Regions from separate parts of the Gossypium arboreum genome. Here region 2 is linked to region 1. Evidence: chromatin contacts called from public Hi-C data. All regions are on one chromosome and are shown on one strand. Each heading gives the region's core, a stretch centred on a gene start, on an enhancer-like site or on the middle of the called end of the contact. The rest is flanking DNA. Distances are from core to core; before and after follow the strand shown. Region 1 holds the start of LOC108468706 (NDR1/HIN1-like protein 6). Region 2 holds the start of LOC108469563 (protein REDUCED CHLOROPLAST COVERAGE 1-like).

The links. A called contact is a pair of places that touch in the nucleus more often than the background predicts.
Region 2: a contact with region 1 is called in a Hi-C map of leaf, with 3 times the contacts expected there. The contact joins the promoter of LOC108469563 here to the promoter of LOC108468706 in region 1. A contact is called at or near these places in 2 of 5 Hi-C or Micro-C datasets (both in leaf).

The regions. Positions count from the first base shown.
Region 1 is chr8:26,361,629-26,366,917 of ASM2569848v2, reverse strand. LOC108468706 (NDR1/HIN1-like protein 6) reads left to right here and starts at 3,309. Exons shown (of 2, transcript XM_017769576.2): 1 at 3,309-4,262. The coding sequence starts at 3,550.
Region 2 is chr8:27,083,506-27,088,794 of ASM2569848v2, reverse strand. It overlaps LOC108469563 (protein REDUCED CHLOROPLAST COVERAGE 1-like), which reads right to left and starts at 2,302. Exons shown (of 27, transcript XM_017770451.2): 1 at 2,029-2,302; 2 at 1,660-1,803; 3 at 1,489-1,550; 4 at 837-929; 5 at 260-332; 6 at 1-70. The coding sequence starts at 1,720.

The DNA of each region.
Region 1 (5,289 bases), core at 2,060-4,559:
ACCCTAATTTATGTGAATTCTTTTCAAATTTATTGTAATTTAATATTAAATTCCATCTTGTGTGAAAGTATTTTAATTACTAGTTCATTGTGTTTATAGTACTTGATTGATCCTGGTTATAATTATTTTGATGTGTATTATTTATATTTGCCATCATATTTGTACAACTTCATAAAAAATTTGATCTTAAATATGCATAATAAATAAATACAATTCTTAATGAATAAAAAAAAATTCAAAGATTAATTTGGAATATTAATACACCATTAATTTTAATAAATAACTTACTATACGGTTGTGGATTTAGTCCATATAATTTAGTTTGCTCATTTTAAATTTTTGAATTTTAAAATTTTAGTCTCAAATTCTTTAAGTTTTATTATTTTTCAAAATCTTATGTCACAAACATTTTATTATATGTATAATGTGATATAGCTTGTTACTTTCACATATTACTCACAAAAAGTCAATTAATGGGTTTAACAATCGTTGTTTCGTGTCAAGATTGAAATTTCAAACATAAAAAAAAGTATAAAAACTAAGAAAGACCGAATTAGAGAACATGGACTATGTAACACCCCAAACTCGGCCTAAACGTTATGGTTGAATCTGGAGGAGTTACATTGACTCGTTTGAAAAACTAATTAAAAATAAACTTAGTTATACGTTTCGGAAACATAAAATTTGGTAGAACTCTAAAAAAACATAACTCCGAAAACATTTGTTTTAAACCTAGAATTTAAATTCAAAATTGTTTGCTTTGAAAGTCTAAATTGTGGGCAAATCATTTCTGATTAATGTTTACATTTGTTAAAAACTATTTATTGACAGAAAAACATATAGGTGATAACCTAATTATGCAGCAAAAAACTTCCAAAGTTTCAATTTTGAAATCCAAATTTTAGTTTGATAACCTGAATGATTTTTTCCAGTTTTTACGTTTAAAAAAATATTAAATACTAACTAATAGAACAAAAATCAAACCAATGCCCAAAAAAAAATGGATTCCAGTCCCCAAAAGTCCAAATAAAATTATTAATATAAATCACCATATTTAATTAGCCGAGAAAACAATCTGAGAGCTCCCACACACCTTTCGGCCTAAGTTGAAAATCACCTAAAATGTATTAAACAAACGAGTGAGTTAGAAGCCCAGTGTGTGTCTCGGCCCACAAACATAATTTTCACTTATAATATGCACAAGTGTAAATATCATCGTAGAATTTTACTTATAATGTGCAAATATACAAATGTCATATCAAAATGTCATATTACTAGAAACATATATCATATTAGAATGTTATATTTTCAAAAGTATATGTCAGATCAAAATGTCATATCAGGTCAGAACAAATCTTACCCCCAACCACTACACACTAACTCCGTCCAACCAATCACCCCAAATAGGACTACAAGAGTCCATCCATCCAATCACATCAAGTCGTGGTGGTATGCCACTCATAATGGTACAGTTGAGCTGCCAAATAGATACTGCGGTTTAACCGTTGAAATTGCAGTAACACTGCCAAAAAACACTTCCTCCGTCATACCAAAACTTACCTCAATGCACATGCATAATCATAATAACATACGTAAATATCACATGAATGGTATGACATGCATACCTAAACATATTTTTACAGATCATTACATGTCATATTGCTTATACTAAGAGTTATTCTATATACAGATGTCATACGTGTTTTTTTTTTTTTTACATGTAATTATACTTTCAAAGTTATCAGAACTCAGATCGTACATACATATTTCACATACCTTAACCATATTACATACTGACACATATTAACAAATGTCACATTTCGAGTCTTATTTTAGCCAAACAGACCCCACAAAAGGTTTAATTATGAATTTCTAAGTCAAATGGGCCTAAGTGAAATTTTTCAAAAAATAGGCCCACACGACCTAGATGGTCAGTCCGTGTAGCCCACACAGTGTAACACACCCCCATGTGGCCCACACGGCCCAAATAGCCCAGACTATGTGGTCTCCATGATCTGGCACAAGGTCATGTATCTCACACAGTCTGCCACATGGCCTGGCACACGGCCGTGTGATATCGACAGCATGTATTTCGACTTTTGATTGTTCGCTACTTTTTTCAGACTTTTCATTACACACCTAGTCATTTCTTGATGCGAACGCAATCGTGAAAATTCCAATACCTAAATCTCCATTTCAAAAAGAATTAATAAGCAAGTCTCGCACTAAATCCGTCCACTAACTCAAATACAATCAATCCATGAACTAACGAAACTAACCCTTAATTAACACTTTCATCACTTACCTTTTGCAAAACAGTAGCCAATAGAAGTTTAATTCACTAGAGGATCCAAAATTCACGATCCCCACCTAACCAACATTACAAAATAACCTTTAACTTCAATGTCACAACGATATAAAACACACAAAGCAAACATATGAAGAATTACCCACGACGAACTTACAAATCTAATTCTGAAATACTTACCACGCACAGTCATCACAAATTAATTGGCAAATAGGTGACAAAATCGAGAATAACAGGAACAAGAAGGAAGATCAAAGAAAGAAGCCAAATGAAATAGGAAGGGCGACAGAAGAAGAAATTAACAGAGAAAAAAAACAAAAGGAAAAAAACATGAAATTGATACAAAATTTAGGAGAAAAATCCCTCAGTACTAGGTTTTTTACAACTACCCCACTAACTCATATCATTATCCACATCAGATTTTTCACAGAGTTTAAAACAAAATTAATTTTCCACTTTGCATACGCAAGAATTCAAACACAAGATCAAATGGTAAGTTAAAACCTTACCACTGAATTAAATTTAAGTCAAATATACAAAGATATAGATAGGAACAAAAATAACAAAAATTCCAAAAAGAATGATTTAAACACAAGACCTCAAGCACACAACTAAATACTTAATCACTAAACCAAATCAATTTACATAATAACATTTTTACAATCCTAACTCAAAATCAAAATGTAACCACTCTAAGTTTCACAAACTTAATTTTTTCTAACCCGATTTTTAAAATATGACAGATTATATCTATAAATTTATGCATGATATAGAATTACATGGAATTTAACAAATTTTTTAATTGCTACCGTTCAGACTCTATGACTGAAATCTGAAAATAAAAACACATATAAAAATAAAAAATAAGCAAAAGAAGAAATTGATGTTCATTGTTTGATATGAATTTAATCTTATATAACATTTGTTGTTGACATGCATATGTACAAGTGTTTGGCTTCGGCCATTTAATAACTTGTTTAAATAGATCCAAACCAAGCAAACATTAGATAGATAGTAAGGAAACTATTAGGGTAATTCAAAACAACAATCTGTAGTAATTATAGTATTGTTGCACTGAAACAAGTACCAACATCCTTCACATTCTTCTCCTTTTGCTTGCTCTGTCTTCTTTTCAATTTTCGAAGCAATTTAATTCTCACTTAATTGTACGTAAATAAGCCACCTTTTCATTTTCTTTTTTAATCCAGGACCAGGATAGAATCATTTTTTACATACAAGCCATGTCCGACGCTCTATTTCCATCGGCACTCAACAAGCCACCTGGATACAATGACCCTAACTCGCCCGCTGGGTTTAAACCGTTGCCGCGAAAGCCGGTTCTTCCGCCATCTTTCCGGCCCAAGAAAAAGAAGGGCCGTGTTTGTTGCTGCTGTTTTTGCATCTCTTTCTCGATCTTGATTGCCCTGATCATCATCTTCGCCGCCGTTTTCTACTTTTCGGTCAACCCCAAATTACCACGTTTCCACGTCCAGTCATTCCAAATCCCCCGCTTCAACGTCACAGAAACACCCGACGGTACCTACCTCGATGCCACGACGATGACGGTAATGGAAGTGAGGAATCCCAACGGGAAGATGACGTATTATTACGGCGATACGGCGGTCGACATCAGCGTCGGGGAAGGCGAGGACGAGACTGAGGTCGGGACGGCGAAGGTGCCCAAGTTCACGTCGAGGAAACAATACACGACTAGCTTGAAAGTGGAGACGAAGGCAAGCAACAAGCAGGTGGATAATACGTTGGCGAATAGGCTTCTGAGTGGGTACAAATCGAAGAGTTTGGCGGTGAACGTGGCGGCTCGGACGAAAGTTGGAGTGGGTGTGGCGGGGTTGAAGACTGGCATGTTGGGGATTACCGTTAAGTGTAAAGGAATCACCATGAAACAGCTCGACGGTGATGATATGCCTAACTGCCTCATCCACACCTTAAGATGGTAAACACGACGTTGAACTCTTCCATTCTCATTATTTTTAAGGTCAAATTATGGTCACCATCCCTCTACTAAGTTTAAATTGGATATTTAGTACCTATTTTAATTTTACATAATTGGTTGCTTTTCTTTTATAATAGGGATAATATAAAATTGGGCCCTTGAACTTATTCATTTCTACCTAGTTAGTTCCTAAAATTTTTGGATATACCCTCAATCAAGTTGGTATCTCTACACCAACCCTGTTAATTTGTGTTAAATGTGACATTGCTAGCCAATCTAATGGTGCCACATAGCATCCTCCCAAAATGTTATCTAACAAACATAAAATTAAAAAAATTTAAAAATATATAAATTGTTTATGTTTGTCGTGTGACGTTCTGAAAGACTACCACGTGGCATCGTTAGATTGATTAGCAGTACTACATCAACACAAATTATTGGTGTTAGTGTAGAGGTATCAACTTGGTTGATGAAATCTAAATTCAGGGACTAAGTAAGTGGAAATAAACAAGTTCAAAGACCAAAATATATATTAGTTTTTATAATATAATTAGTTAACTGATGATGTGAAGGAGGCTGTTTTTTGGGTTAAAAGAGATGTTTTTTAAAAAATGTATTAGTATTTTAGTCCATGATTAATTAATAATATTGTAAAAAGTATAAGATAAAATGATGTGAGATAAAATAGATAAATTAAATATAGTAAAAGGACCAAAACATTAAAATTTCCTTATTTTAATAGAATTGAAACGAAAATATAGTACTACTTGAGTTTACATTTCTTAAACAGCACAATTCTAAGTGTTGTTAATGGCATAATTCTTAGTATGTTAAAATATGCAGGGTAAAATTTGGAAAAAAAAAAAAAAGGATTGAAAACCTTAATTCGTTCCAGTTTAAATATCGACGAAAATAGCCTAATCAGCACATATCATATTAGTAAAATGTTTTTTTTTTTTTGAAAAATATTAAATAGTTTAATATTGTGTTTCAATAAATAGTATACATATTTGAGAAATATGATTAT
Region 2 (5,289 bases), core at 1,053-3,552, 720 kb before region 1:
CTCGCTGTGCAAGCCACAATATCCAGTACCCGTCTAACGTGCGCCACTGCGCTCTCTTCATCATAATCATCTGGGTTTATTTTTTCAAATTTTAAAACACAGAGAAAGTAGCAGTTAGGTTTTTTTTTTTTTTTTGGAGGGAAATGAGACTGAAGTCGCGAGAAGCAAAAGTGTCTTTTCAGCGTATATTTTTTGTCTACGTCGTAACTAATCGACGTTTATAAAAATACATTTACATTTTTGCCCTCCTTTAGCTTACCTTCCGTTAAGGTTAATACGCACGGTCTGAGCGCCGAAACGTCCACGGTGTCTTTTAACCGCAACCCTCTTACCTGTAACCGTTAGAACAGAAAAATTTTCATTTTAACCGCGGTTATTACTTATTTTCGAGTTTATAATAAAAACGATAATAATAAATGGAAAACAGGAATATGAAATTTTAGTATATTAATTAATTTCATTATTATGAATATTTATGAAAACATTAATTTAAATAAATTTTGTATATAGTGCAAAATGAGATGCACCTTTCTTTTCTTCCTCTTCTAAAGAAGACGTAAACAAAATTACAGTCCATTATTTCGGAGACGGAAAATGATGGCCATGATATTTCCAAGAGCTATTTTATCAACTTGAACATGATCTGTGTGTCGTTTCTGCTGTCATATTCTTTTGAAGCTGACATGATTTTTCTGATATTTGGTCGAAAATTTATTAATTTTTAAATTAAATTATATAAAAGGGCCTAATAATTTTTCTAATTATAAAATAAAAATTTGTAAATTAGTTTACCAAAATTATTTGTACTAGAAATGCATGTACCCTCACGACCTTACCTCATGGGATAAGGAAAAGTTTGTGATGTTGCAGGCCTCCGTATTCACCGATAAAAGACGACGTACATCTAGTATCCTGTCTGTCGATATCCCCTGCCCATTTTTATTTACAAATTATAAAATTTACCCCATTTGTAAAAAGAAAATTAAATAATAATGATAATTCTAAAAAATTGTAGCGTATTGTTATATCCTGCACATATTTATATATTCAACATATTAGCAACCAACTCCATTTCAAAGGTCGAAAAGATAAATATTATCTATTCTTAGAATATACTAAGTCGCAATTAAATTTAAAATTAAAACGAATTCTATTTTTTTAAATAGAAGATAAATTCTTCCAAATTCCAAACTTCATTTAAAGAAGCTCAACTCAAAATAAAAAATAAAAATTTAAAGCTTAACTGCTTTCCATTTCCATAATTGGTTGAGATATTTAATTTCTGAGAATTGGGACCCAAAGAATTATTAATAAAATGGTTGCTGACGAAAAGACGATTGTGTAACGAAATCCAGCTCCAAAAGCATGAAAAACGAAAAGAGGCCTCTTAAAATTTAAAAGAAAACGCGCACACATACACGCACATGGTGCCACGATGATAAACAAAATCGCTAAGGAAGGTGTACGATGAAAAACACAGGGACCAACCTTGAGAATAACATGAGTTTCATCGGGGAGGTGTACGGTGATGTCCATCACCACCGGCAGAACTGCAAACAAGATGAAAAAAGGCCGGCGCCGGCCAGGGCGGGGCGGGGCGCCGCGGTTAAATTTGAGTAATTTATCAAATACGATTGAGAAATACTAATAGAGTAATACCCTTCTCTTCCTTCTTCTTCTTCTCTCCTTTGGCCTTTCCTCGGCTGTTCCTTGGAGCCATTTTCAACCTCGGGGTAGATGGGGATGGGAACTGGGAATTTCTAACTTTAAGCTCTTTTAGATAAGATATTTATAGCTGCACGCCTGTACCAAGAAAATGAATCCTGTTACGTATCGTCATCTTCATAAACAAAAAATTAATCAAACGATAAAACATATTTGTAAAAAGCAGGTTTTGGAGTATAACCCAATTCTTTTTAATTCCAATATAACATATAAATGGCAGAAACCAATCGAAACTAGCTTTCTATGCAGAATTTTTTCCCGACGTATATGAACTTTGGAACTAGTTAAGATTTCAATGGTTACCAAGCAGCAGCAGCAGCAAAAAACAGATGATTTTTCCGAGACTTGAAGGTTGAAGAACAGAGATAGAATAGTTTTTTTAATAAAAAGCTGGAAAAAAGGAAGGTATTTCAGCTATGGGATAACGAAGAGGGCATAACCGTTGAAGCTCTCATCCGCGGTGGGGGCAATAGAAAGAGATGATATAAGAGAGGGTTTTGAGGTATGATAAGGAAGGAAGGGCGGAGATTTAACAGTCAGATGAGTATATCCCATTTTATGGCAGTTTCTGGGCTTATACACTAATAATCACTTTCTGGGAATTTTTTTAAAAAAATTAATTATTATTAGTAGCAGTATATTTTGAAATAGAATTTTTTAATGAAATAATAAAAAATAATAAAATAAATACTGAAATACGATAAACACCTTATTAATTATCAAACTAGGCCAAATAAACAGTATATATCATCCCACCAATTGCTCCAGCAACCCTCATCTTCCCTATCATCTGCTTACAATGAATCAAAAAATTTTTTTACGGGGTTTGGTAAAATTTTAATTTGTTATAGTTTATATCTTTATAATTTATAAAGAATTAAATTGAATATTTATAATTTTAAAGGGCCAAAGTGTAATTTTATATTTATTAATTTAAAATTTTTAAAAAAATTTAAGAGTAAAAATTAATTTTACATTTTAGGGAGGCGAGGCTCATACCAGCTCTTGGCTTCGCCCCTGATTGCTTGAATCATTAAAATTTTAAAAAATATTTAATTTTTTTATACCTAGAAAAATATAATTTAAAACGGTGTATTTTTTTTTGCCTGAAATACTGGTGCCGCGAATTGCTGAGGTGGCACCTAAAAAAAGTATATATTCTTTTAAATTTTAATGATTCAAGCAATCATTGACGGTAGGAAAGTTGGGTGCCACTAATTGCATCGATGATATAATGCTCATTTTGCATAGTCTGGTAAATAATAGGATGTTTATCCTATTTTAATATTTATTTTAAAATTTTATATTATTTAAGTGAAAAACCCTTTAAAATATAAAAAATAAATTTACATATAGTCATCTACATATTAAGTTATTATATATGATGAGGCTAACTAGTTAAAAATATAATAATTATATTTATTTTTAATAAATTTTAAAATCTATATTGTTCCTTTTGTTGTGATTATGTTAGTGTTTTTATTTCTTTTATATTTTTATAGATTAATAAAATTTATACATGATGAGATTTGAGCTAAATACATTATTCATATCGTTTTTTCATTTGTCATTTGAACTAAATCAATTTTTAATTTTTATTTAAAATTTTAATAAGTTATGTCTATGTTTTAAATTTTTATATATTTATACATATGAATAATGTTGTTGGTTAAATTGTTGTCGTAAGTCAACTTGACACTAATGCAAAATTGTTGACAATATCATTATAAATAATTGTAATACATTTAGTATTTTTAATATGATATATTTACATGTTTAATTTTCATTTTATTCATAATTTAATATAATTTTTATTTTAAGATTGTATACATTTTATGTGTTATTTTTATTAATCAATCTCAAATAATATATTTCATTATTTATTGTATTTATCTTTAAAAATAAATTTATATTTTAAATCGTTATTTTCATGCACATATACATATGATAAGTCTTATAATTATTTATAAATTAATAGGGTTGTATTTCAACACAGTTCATTAATAATATCCATTAAATGCAAACTTTAATTTTTATTTTATTGAAAATGCAAGCCTTAATTTTAGAACTCCTAATGTTTAAATAAAGACAAATTCTCTCAACATTATATTTTTATATCTAAAATATTTGACTCAAAATTTTATTTATATATTATCATAAGTTTTTTTTTCTTTTGAAAGACGCTGGGTTTTTATTAAACTAGGACAAAAAATAAAAAATTCAAAATAATATAAATAAAAATTATGTATCAAAATGGTACATTTTGTATTAAAATGAAAATTTTATTTAAAATGGTACATTTTTAAAGTAAATATATTTTATATGTCTATGACAGCATCACTCCAAATGTATCATTTTGGTACATAATTTTTATTTGTATTATTTTAAAAAATTTTTGTCCTAATGTAGTAAAAAACCTGATAGACGCTACTTGATTCAATAAGTTGTTATAATTGTAATATGTTTGTTTTCTTTGGGAAAATAATAAAAACTGAAAAGTACTGTAATATTAGGCCATAGCTGCCCACCTCATTGACAGTTTGCATTGCAGGGCACAGAGAGCAAGAGGATCCGTGCTGCGTTCGGGTCCACAGCCACCTCTACCAATATATTTACTATGAGTAGAAAGAAAATATTCCACATAAGGAAGAAAACTTTTAAATTTTTGAAAAAAATTATATTTTACAGATTTTAAAATAAAATGTTTTAGAGAGAATTTAGAGTAAATATTTGAAAATGATATTATTGAGATAAAATTAATAAAAAATATTTTTATATCATTAAATAAACATAAGATCATATAAAAATATTTATTTTGAATTGATTTTTTCATATTCAAATCGAAATCATTTTCCTTATTTTTTATAAATTCCTTACCGACCAATTACTTTATCACACTTCTTGCATTTGACGATATAGAGTTAAAAGGAAGTAAATACAAAAATGGGGGATTATTGTACCATGTAACAGAGATAGTGCTACATACTTGGAATATTTTAATACTGAAATGGGGAATTATTTTAACATTAAAAAATTATACAACCCATAGAAAGGGCGGAAGATTAGTTCATGGCTATTAAATAAGTTTAATTTCCACGTCACTGCTATCACGATTATGAAAAAAGTGCATAGCTTTTATCGTATTTATTTTTAAAAAACCGTTTGTTCTTTTTAATCTTGTATTATCAAGAAAAAAGCATAATTTTATTCACTAATCCTACATTAGTTTTGATTACACTATCAAATACTATAACTTTGAATTGAACCAAAGATGGATTATCAATTCATTTAAAATAGATGGACGGTGAAAACAATTTTCATTATATTATTATTCATCTCCCCATTCTAAATTTTTTATTTTTATTTTTAAAATATAACGATAAAATCAATACAACAAAAAAATAAAGAAAAAATTACAAATCTCAATACAGCCATATCTAGTTGAATTCTTTTATCATTTAAAATAAGTCACTTATATTTTAATTTAGTGCAATTATACATATAAAATTTTGATTATGATTTAAATATATATCTAAAATTTTAAAAAAATGAATACATTAATTT